Linked DNA regions of Drosophila melanogaster: region 1 is linked to region 2. The links are chromatin contacts, called in public Hi-C maps. All regions are on one chromosome and are shown on one strand. Each heading gives the region's core, a stretch centred on a gene start, on an enhancer-like site or on the middle of the called end of the contact. The rest is flanking DNA. Distances are from core to core; before and after follow the strand shown.

What was found. Hi-C and Micro-C count contacts between places; a contact is called where the count stands out from the background.
Region 1: a Hi-C map of the Kc167 cell line shows a contact between it and region 2, with 2.7 times the contacts expected there. The contact joins the promoter of CG17597 here to the promoter of Grip71 in region 2. A contact is called at or near these places in 18 of 107 Hi-C or Micro-C datasets (the D17-c3 cell line, the Kc167 cell line, the S2 cell line and 6 more) and 3 of 6 datasets of contacts at active chromatin or transcription factors (the Kc167 cell line and the S2 cell line).

The regions. Positions count from the first base shown.
Region 1 is chr2L:18,828,570-18,833,322 of dm6, forward strand. CG17597 reads right to left here and starts at 2,584. Exons shown (of 5, transcript NM_001299137.1): 1 at 2,285-2,584; 2 at 1,971-2,188; 3 at 1,568-1,891; 4 at 1,318-1,508; 5 at 443-1,167. The coding sequence starts at 2,015. The coding sequence ends at 504. ScpX (Sterol carrier protein X-related thiolase) reads left to right here and starts at 2,660. Exons shown (of 5, transcript NM_079976.6): 1 at 2,660-2,817; 2 at 3,154-3,477; 3 at 3,537-3,727; 4 at 3,792-4,675; 5 at 4,736-4,753. The coding sequence starts at 2,773. It overlaps Ugt36E1 (UDP-glycosyltransferase family 36 member E1), which reads left to right. Exons shown (of 4, transcript NM_165265.3): 4 at 1-490. The coding sequence ends at 295.
Region 2 is chr2L:18,706,405-18,710,619 of dm6, forward strand. It overlaps Grip71, which reads left to right and starts at 2,442. Exons shown (of 4, transcript NM_136058.5): 1 at 2,442-2,723; 2 at 2,783-3,077; 3 at 3,140-3,981; 4 at 4,037-4,215. The coding sequence starts at 2,534. It overlaps Faf2 (Fas-associated factor 2), which reads right to left and starts at 2,195. Exons shown (of 3, transcript NM_001299128.1): 1 at 1,712-2,195; 2 at 393-1,457; 3 at 1-335. The coding sequence starts at 1,834. The coding sequence ends at 129.

The DNA.
Region 1 (4,753 bases), core at 1,334-3,833, 120 kb after region 2:
GGCACTAGATCCTTCTTTCAAGGCAAGAGCCAAGGAGGTGGCCTCATCGTACAACAACCGCATCCAAGGTCCCTTGGAGACGGCCATTTGGTGGGTGGAACATGTGGCGGAGACGAAAGGAGCTCCTCTGACCCAACCAAGTGCCGTGCATCTCTCCCGCTTTGTTTACTACTCCTTGGATGTCTACTCGGTCGTGGCCCTAAGCCTGCTACTACCTGTGATCACGCTCTTGGGACTAATCCGAATGTTTAAAAGAAGGGAACCCAAAGGTGACCGCAAACTAAAACGCAAATAAGCCCAATCAATAGATTACTGTTTTGGTTTTCAAGAATTACCTTTGGATTTAAACTATGAAACAATAGATTGCTAAGTCAAATACGTGTGATACATTATTAGAAACCAAAATACATTTTACCAGAACAGAATTGGCAAGAACCAGTTTAAGTTTTATATAAAGCAGTTCCCGTTTAATAAAAATATTTACAAAATCAAGATCCCATCCCTTACAATTTGGCCTTGGCCGCACCCGGGAAACCCAGACGATACAAGGCAACCACAACAGCACCACCCAGTCCCAGATTGTGCTGCAGAGCCAACTGAGCATTGGGCACCTGGCGCTTCTCAGCCAATCCACGGAGCTGCCAGCAGAGCTCAGCACATTGTGCCAGACCCGTGGCGCCCAGAGGATGGCCCTTCGAGATCAGACCACCACTGGGGTTGACCACGAACTTGCCACCGTAGGTGTTGTCTCCAGCGTCGATGAACTCGCCGGCCTTGCCCTCTCCACACAGTCCAAGTGCCTCATACGTGATCAACTCGTTGGCCGAGAAGCAATCGTGCAGTTCCACCACCTGGACATCCTGGGGCTTGTACCCACTCTTGGCGAACAGACGCTCGGTGGCCAGACGGGTCATATCGGTTCCAGCAATCTTCATCAAGCTCTTGTCGGCAAAGGTGGACGCCGGGTCACTGGCCATCTCCATGCCCACAATCTCCACAGCCTGCTTTTCCAATCCGTGGCGACGCACGAAGGCCTCGGAGGCGAGAATGGCAGCTCCAGATCCATCGGAAGTGGGACAGCACTGCAGCTTGGTCAGCACTCCCTCCACAACCTGGGGCGACTTCATAATCTGCTCCAGGGTGTATTCATCGCGGAACTGCGAGTAGCTAAAAGAAACAATGGAGAGAAATGAAGTGGCGTGAATGAGGATCAGCTGCATGCAATACCGAGTGGTTGACGGTCTACGGTCTACTTATTTCTCTGTTTTCAGCGATAAGATAAGCACACGCGTAAGGTGAACTTTCGACTAAACTTACGGATTATTGACGGAGTGCTTGTGGTTCTTCCAAGCGATCTTGCCGAAATGCTCGGGCTTAGTGCCATACTTCTTCATGTGCTCCTTGCCGGCGTTGCCGAAGATCTGGGCAGCCATTGGACCAGCCCCGATCTCGGTCAGCTCACTCATCTCGGTGATGTGGCGCTCCATGGGATTTGCGCGATCAAAGTACTATTAGAAGAGCAAATAATGGATCAGTAATTGGATTTTTTAGAAGTGGACTCGTGTACCTTTGCGGACAATGATCCACGCTCCATCTTTTCGAATCCCAGAGCCAGGACGCATTCGGAGTTTCCGCTCTCTACGATCTGCTTGGCCAAATACAGTGCGCTGGATCCCGTGGAGCAGTTGTTGTTCACGTTATAGACCGGAATGCCGGTCATTCCGACCTCGTAGATGGCCCGCTGTCCGCAGGTGGAGTCTCCATAAACGTAGCCGGCCACCGCCTGCTGCACTTCCTCGAACTTGATTCCCGCATCCTGGAGAGCTTTGGTGATGGCTTCTTTGGCGAAGTCCGGGTAGCAAGCATCAGCTCGGCGACCGGGCTTCTCAAACTGCAGGAAATTGGAAGGAGATGGTCGGATAGATATTAACACCCAAGGCGGCACAAAGGTCAATCATTCGCAGACGAACCTTGGTCATGCCAACTCCGATAACGTAAACTCTGGTCTTGGTCATTTTTCGGCTGTTGGTTCTTTGCGGGATCACGGATTGGACTTTCTGTATCGACTGAAGTGGATCAACAGGTTGCGGACTTATATACGATAGATATGATAAGGCTAGATCTGTCGGTTCAGCTTGTTTCCCGTTAAATTTGTTGTTCACCTTCTATGCAGTTCATAAATATGCATCTGTAAACGAGAAACGTGCATACAACATAAGCATTTGGTGGGAATCTCTATCTTTTAGAAAGTCTAATAATAATGTAATAATGCTTATAAGAGCACTTTCCTTGTTTGTTTATAAGTTTAAAAGCGCTAAATATGACAGCACTATCAACAGGGCTACCAGCTATGATACACCGCTTTGATATTTTTCAATGCCTCCAAAACTGTGGACTCAAATAAGAGGCCATGAGCGTTGCAAAAAATAACTCATTTAATGGTCGAATTTTTCCATTGACTTGGTTTTTATGGCTATTTCAATTTCTTATAGATATTTATTTGTATAAAAAAAATAAACTGCATTCACTTTATTCAGGGCTGCACATATGTACGCAGGGCGCGTACTTGAATATTCGCTTCCCTAAATTTTTTGTTATGGCAATGTGGTCACCCTGTGGAAATCGGTATCGATAGCCCGATAGGTTCAGTCGTATGAAGGCTTAAGCCTCCTAATATCGCCAACAATCGCCATTCATTTTAACATTTAGTTAATTGCTCTTGAGCACTAGTTGTGGTATTACCTGTTTTACTCGCGATCCTGTAGCTGCAAAATGTCGAAGACCCGTGTGTACGTTGTCGGTGTGGGCATGACCAAGGTGTGTGTTCCACGAATTAGCCATCTGAGAGGATAAACATAAACAAAACCAAGACAAAGAATTCAAAGAGCAGCTTTGGTAACTTGCAATTAGCTTTAATATTGAGCAATCTTAAGCGATTGCCGGACTTTGAACTGCGCTGCACTTCGTACGCTAATCTGCTCTCGAATGATTTTGTCCCCATGCTATTATCATAAATATAATTATTATAACGACTATCAGAATCAGTCCTTTGCCCCCTGGAGTGGCACGATTAGGATTTTATTACACTGGGCTGACCATGTCAATCTCTGAGAATCTGGTAACAAAAACCCTGCTTTCGTGTTCCCTCTGCAGTTCGAGAAGCCCGGTCGCCAAGCTGATGTGTGCTACCCGGATTTCGCTAGGGAGGCCATCACAAAAGCTCTCCAGGATGCGGGCATCAAGTACGAGGAAGTGCAGCAGGCGGTGGCCGGCTACGTTTATGGAGACTCCACCTGCGGACAGCGGGCCATCTACGAGGTCGGAATGACCGGCATTCCGGTCTATAACGTCAACAACAACTGCTCCACGGGATCCAGTGCTTTGTATTTGGCCAAGCAGATCGTGGAGAGCGGAAACGCAGATTGCGTCCTGGCTTTGGGATTTGAAAAGATGGAGCGTGGATCCCTGTCCTCCAAGGTACAAGATTGCATTCCTTAAAAAACCGATTACTAATCCAATATTTTACTCTCTAATAGTACTTTGATCGCGCCAATCCCATGGAGCGTCACATCACCGAGATGGGTGAGCTGGCCGAGATCGGAGCTGGCCCAATGGCTGCCCAGATCTTCGGCAATGCCGGCAAGGAGCACATGAAGAAGTATGGCACTAAGCCCGAGCATTTCGGCAAGATCGCTTGGAAGAACCACAAGCACTCCGTCAATAATCCGTAAGAGTTAACTATAATCATTGCAATGCCTTATCTAATCTTCGGACATATTTCATCCGCTTAGCTACTCGCAGTTCCGCGATGAATACACCCTGGAGCAGATTATGAAGTCGCCCCAGGTTGTGGAGGGAGTGCTGACCAAGCTGCAGTGTTGTCCCACTTCCGATGGATCTGGAGCTGCCATTCTCGCCTCCGAGGCCTTCGTGCGTCGCCACGGATTGGAAAAGCAGGCTGTCGAAATTGTAGGCATGGAGATGGCCAGTGACCCGGCGTCCACCTTTGCCGACAAGAGCTTGATGAAGATTGCTGGAACCGATATGACCCGTCTGGCCACCCAGCGTCTGTTCGCAAAGAGTGGGTACAAGCCCCAGGATGTCCAGGTTGTGGAACTGCACGATTGCTTCTCGGCCAACGAGTTGATCACGTATGAGGCACTTGGACTGTGTGGAGAGGGCAACGCCGGCGAGTTCATCGACGCTGGAGACAACACCTACGGTGGCAAGTTCGTGGTCAACCCCAGTGGTGGTCTGATCTCGAAGGGCCATCCTCTGGGCGCCACGGGTCTGGCACAATGTGCTGAGCTCTGCTGGCAGCTCCGTGGATTGGCTGAGAAGCGCCAGGTGCCCAATGCTCAGTTGGCTTTGCAGCACAATCTGGGACTGGGTGGTGCCGTTGTGGTTGCCTTGTATCGTCTGGGTTTCCCAGCTGCCAACAGCGTGGTTCGCAATCTGACCGCTGCGGGCAAGGCTGCTACCAGTGAGGATGGCTTTAAGGTTGCGCCCCTGCTGAAACTATTGGAGCAGGCCATGCAGGAGGATAAGGACAATCTGATCGAAAAGGTGCGCGCCATTTACGGCTTTAAGGTCAACAACGGACCCAATGGACAGACCGGTTTCTGGGTAATTGATGCCAAGCAGGGCAAGGGAAAGATCATCTTCAATGGAACACGTGAGCACATTCCACTTTATAAAGCAAATTACTGATACTGTGTTCGGTTTTCTATTGCAGAAAAATGTGACGTTACCT
Region 2 (4,215 bases), core at 1,192-3,691:
AGGAATAGTTTCTCTATTTATCCTCCGACTTGGACGTTGACTACGACTACTTAAAACTTGGTTCAAGTTTTGGTAATGCGTTGCTGCTGGTAACACGATGATGCTTTCATTTGGTAGGTGGTGCTTGGTTACGCTTCCAGATCGTTAACGAACAGCACCTCGCGGTTCTTGAGTCCTACGGCCTGAAGGGTTTTGGTCAGCGTCTCCTTGGCTGTGCCTGTTTCCCCAGCGGCATCCAAGTTCGCTTTCGAGAAGAGCACGCGCTTCGGGAAATTCGTTGTGATCTCGAACTCATCCGGCGAATCGGGATGGCAGAAGAGATAGTGATAAACGTCCTGCAATAACATCAAATCATCAATCCCAAATTAGCAGTTTAAATTTGTGTAACTTACAAGCACCGAATCCGTCTGGTTAAATCGGCGCTCTAGGCGTGTTCCACTGGGCAGCTTGAATACAACTGCAATGGCGCCGACAGCATCCGCTGCCGGCTCGGATGGCACCAATGTGGCCAGCTCGATCTTTTGCCGGGCAATCTCCTCCTTGCGAAGCTCGACATCGCGTCGAGCTTGTTCCACAGCCTCCTCCGCCTGCCGGACGGCATCCCGCTCCCTTTGCCGCTGACGCTCCTTCTCCTCGTCCGCAAGCAAACTCTGCTCGTATGCCTCGTCCTGCTGTCTTCTTAAAGTCTGTGTAAAATTCCGCTCTAAGCGATCTGCACGCGCTTGACTCAGCCACACCTCGTTGGCGTTCGTCACCGACTGGAGGCGACGGAGCAGCTCTTCGGGCGTGCAATCCCCCTCGAAACGTCCGACGATCATCATGCGATTTGCTCGAAGGCTGATCATCACCATCGTTGGGTAGCTGCGCACCGTTATCGACTGCATCACCCGGTAGCCCTCCGGCGTGGCTACGTCGCATCCCCATAACAGGGTGTGTGTGTTAATGTAGTCAATGACCGATCTCGCCGACAGTGTGTTGCGGCAGAAGGATTCCACATCTGGGTTCTTGGCGGGATCCTTGTGCAGGTAAACGATTAGAAAACGCAGCTCCTGCTTAGCATCGTTAAGGGCCTGGGCATATGTGCCCTGATAGAAGACCGGGTGCTCGGGATACCTTTCGTAGTATTCCCTAATAAACTTCATCACATCCCCCAGTGGATCTGTCACCAAGCGGGCTTCGTTTCCTCCGCCCAGGTTCACAAACGCACTGACGATGCTCGTCAGCGTGGAGTAGAAGTACTGAAACACGAAGTTAATCACATATCCAATGATGCCGGTGAAGCTGCGGGGAACGGGGCCACTGGGCACCCGGCTAACCGTCCTTCCGCCAGGCATGTTGGCGGAAAACACCTGCTGCAGGAAGCGATCGTTAAGGACAGCGGGCGCTCGGACATCTGTAGAGGCGGCGAACATGGTCGGACGCCCCTCGCGGATATTTAGCTGCTCCTGGAAGGCCACCTGCATATGTAGATATGAAAAAGGGTAAATAAGCTGGTATTTAGTATAGCAGGGCGCCCAACGCAAAATTGTAAAAAACAAATTTAAAAAGAATTTAGAATAAAATGATTACTATCTTTAGTCGTCAGATAATATATATGTACAAAACTTGTTGGTAGTAGTATTCTTGCAGCCACCACTGTATGCAAGACTGCAAGACTACGTGACCCTGTTATTTTGACATTCACTGTGTGGGCATATAAACATATGCATACCTCGAGATCCCATTGGTGTCTGATTAGGACGTCGCGGCAGACGTTCATATCCTCGATGCCGGTGAGATCCTGGAACTGGAGGACCTTCTCCGTCTGTTCGTTGGTCAGTCCATCAGCTTCCATCTTTCCTGCAGTTGAAGGCCTCCGTTCCCAGTTGTTATCGTTGTTGTTTGCTTTTACGCAGTGCGTGCGTGTGTGTGCTTGTGTGGGTGCCAATGGCCCGTGACTGTCTCCCTGGTGTTGTTTTTGTTGTAAGCTGGCCTTTGTCCAGTGGCTCAGCCGCTGCGGCGGGGGACGGGGGATGAGTAGCGTGGTCACTAAATGCTTCTACTGGTCGCCAGGAGTCATTTCAACGCACGCCAAATTGCCGCACTACAACGTCTTTAACATTTCTCGGCAATTTATTTCTTTTTCGCAGGTGATTGCTTGCTCTTCTTCTTGCCTTTCTGCCAATGATCCGATGAATTTGGTTGTGAATGACTAGTGTGACCGCGCAGGCCGACGCGTTCTCACTGCGAAATCCAGCGGCAAACAAACAATTTGTGTTCGCTTTTTAAAAAATTATTTTTATTATTTATTTGATCTCTATGCCTGGCGTGGTAAAACACAGAAAAAGATTAAAAGCAATATTGATATATAATTCAAAGGTGTTAGATAAGGACAATGTGTAGTGGAATCAGCATATTTGTCTAACATCACTTGGAAAATCGACGGACGAGCTTTGGAATTTTCAGGTAATAAAGCAGCGGGCACATTCTTAAATCAGTCCGAACAAAAGCACTCAAATTTGAATTGTGTAAATATCTGAAGAAATAAATCAAAATGCATGTTATTTCCACGTCTAAAAAAACCGTGCTCTCCGACTTCGCGGATCTGGAGACAAAGTCTGAGTATGTGCACCAGAACGCAGAGCCCACGGACTTTCAGTTCAACGGCCAACGCCGGGTCTTCGTGGAGGTGGATAAAATGGCGGGCTTGGCCGTGATGCGAATAAAGGAGAAGGATGGCAAGAGTAAGAGAGAGGTGCGGATCCCCAAATCCCACGTATGTAATTAACTTCCCATTTCACAGCGCCCGAGATTCAACGAGTCCGTAAGCTCACCATCGACAATGCCTTCTGTGTGGCGTGCGCCAAGCAATCCCTGGAAGAGATCGCTGTGGGTCAGAGCGGTTGTGTTAAGCTATACAACTTTCGGACGGCACAGCTCATCCATCGTTTTCCGGCGGACCCGCAAAGGAGTACTGTCCTCTACATGGACTACAACAACACGGACGAGTATATAGCCGCCGTGCGCGATGGCGGGGACATCAGTATCTTGGGTACCAAGACCAAACAGAAGACCAACACCTTCACCATAGATGGCGAGTAAGTTAAAGGCTTGCTTGTTAAAGGATTGCATTGATCTTTCGCTATCCTGTTAATATCAGCTCTACTCTTGTGCGCTTTCATCCGAGCAAACGCTTTCATCTGTCGATCGCTTCCTATAAAGGAGCCGTGACTGTCTATGATGTGCAGGGAATGCGAAAGATTTTTCATGCCAGCGAAGCCCACAGTGCTCCCTGCCGGGACATCAGTATGTGCACATCCCAACCGGCACTGCTGGTCAGCGTGGGCTACGATTGCAAGATAAATATCTTCGACATTCGACGAAATCGTGCTCAGGCCTCTACGGATCGCTTGACCTACTCGCATCCACTATCGACGGTGGCGCTGAGTGAATGTGGCACTTATCTTTGTGCTGGAAACCTTAAGGGCGAATTAATAGCCTATGATATGAGGAGTACAAAGGCTCCGTTGGCCGTGAGGAGTGTACATGATGCGGCTGTAACACGTGTAGCCTTTGTGCCCGTGCCAAGTGGGGATAACCAGCAGAACGGTAGCCTCAACAGCTCCGAAAATGCAACTGGTTTGGCGACCGAAGCTCCTCGTGTAGAGCGTGCGCCCAGCGATGAGTTGCGTAAATCGATTGCCGCTAATTTGTTGAGCACCCAAAACCAGCTGACCAGTCTTGGTTACGGGGTGTCAACACCTACCATAGTTCGCCGGGATTCCTTTTGCGAGTTCCTGGATGCCCAAGGTCCAAGAGCTGTGGATCGCATGTCGACCCGCTTGGGCGCCTCTTACAGAGATAGTTTTGACTGGGAGACGCTCAACCGAAAACCGCAACCTTATGAAACTGCCAATCGTCAAAGTCTTTGTCCTCCAGTGGCGTCTGGCCCAAGCTCGGTGGATAACTCCGTCAACAGCTCCACCACGGAGTCACTGCAACGCAAGTTACTGTAGAGATTATTATTTTTTAGTTATAATAAGCTTATTACTTGCAGAGACCTTAAGCGGCCCACTGAAGGATCGGAGCAACATTTCCGGAGACGGAAAGCTGATGAAGATTGCCGAGACGGACGAGCTCTGCGAGGAGCAGTCTGCCAACATTTCCGTGGCCAGCAGCACAGGAGGCGGCAGCGACAAAGAGAATCCCCCGCCGGTTGACGCAGAAATGAAACGC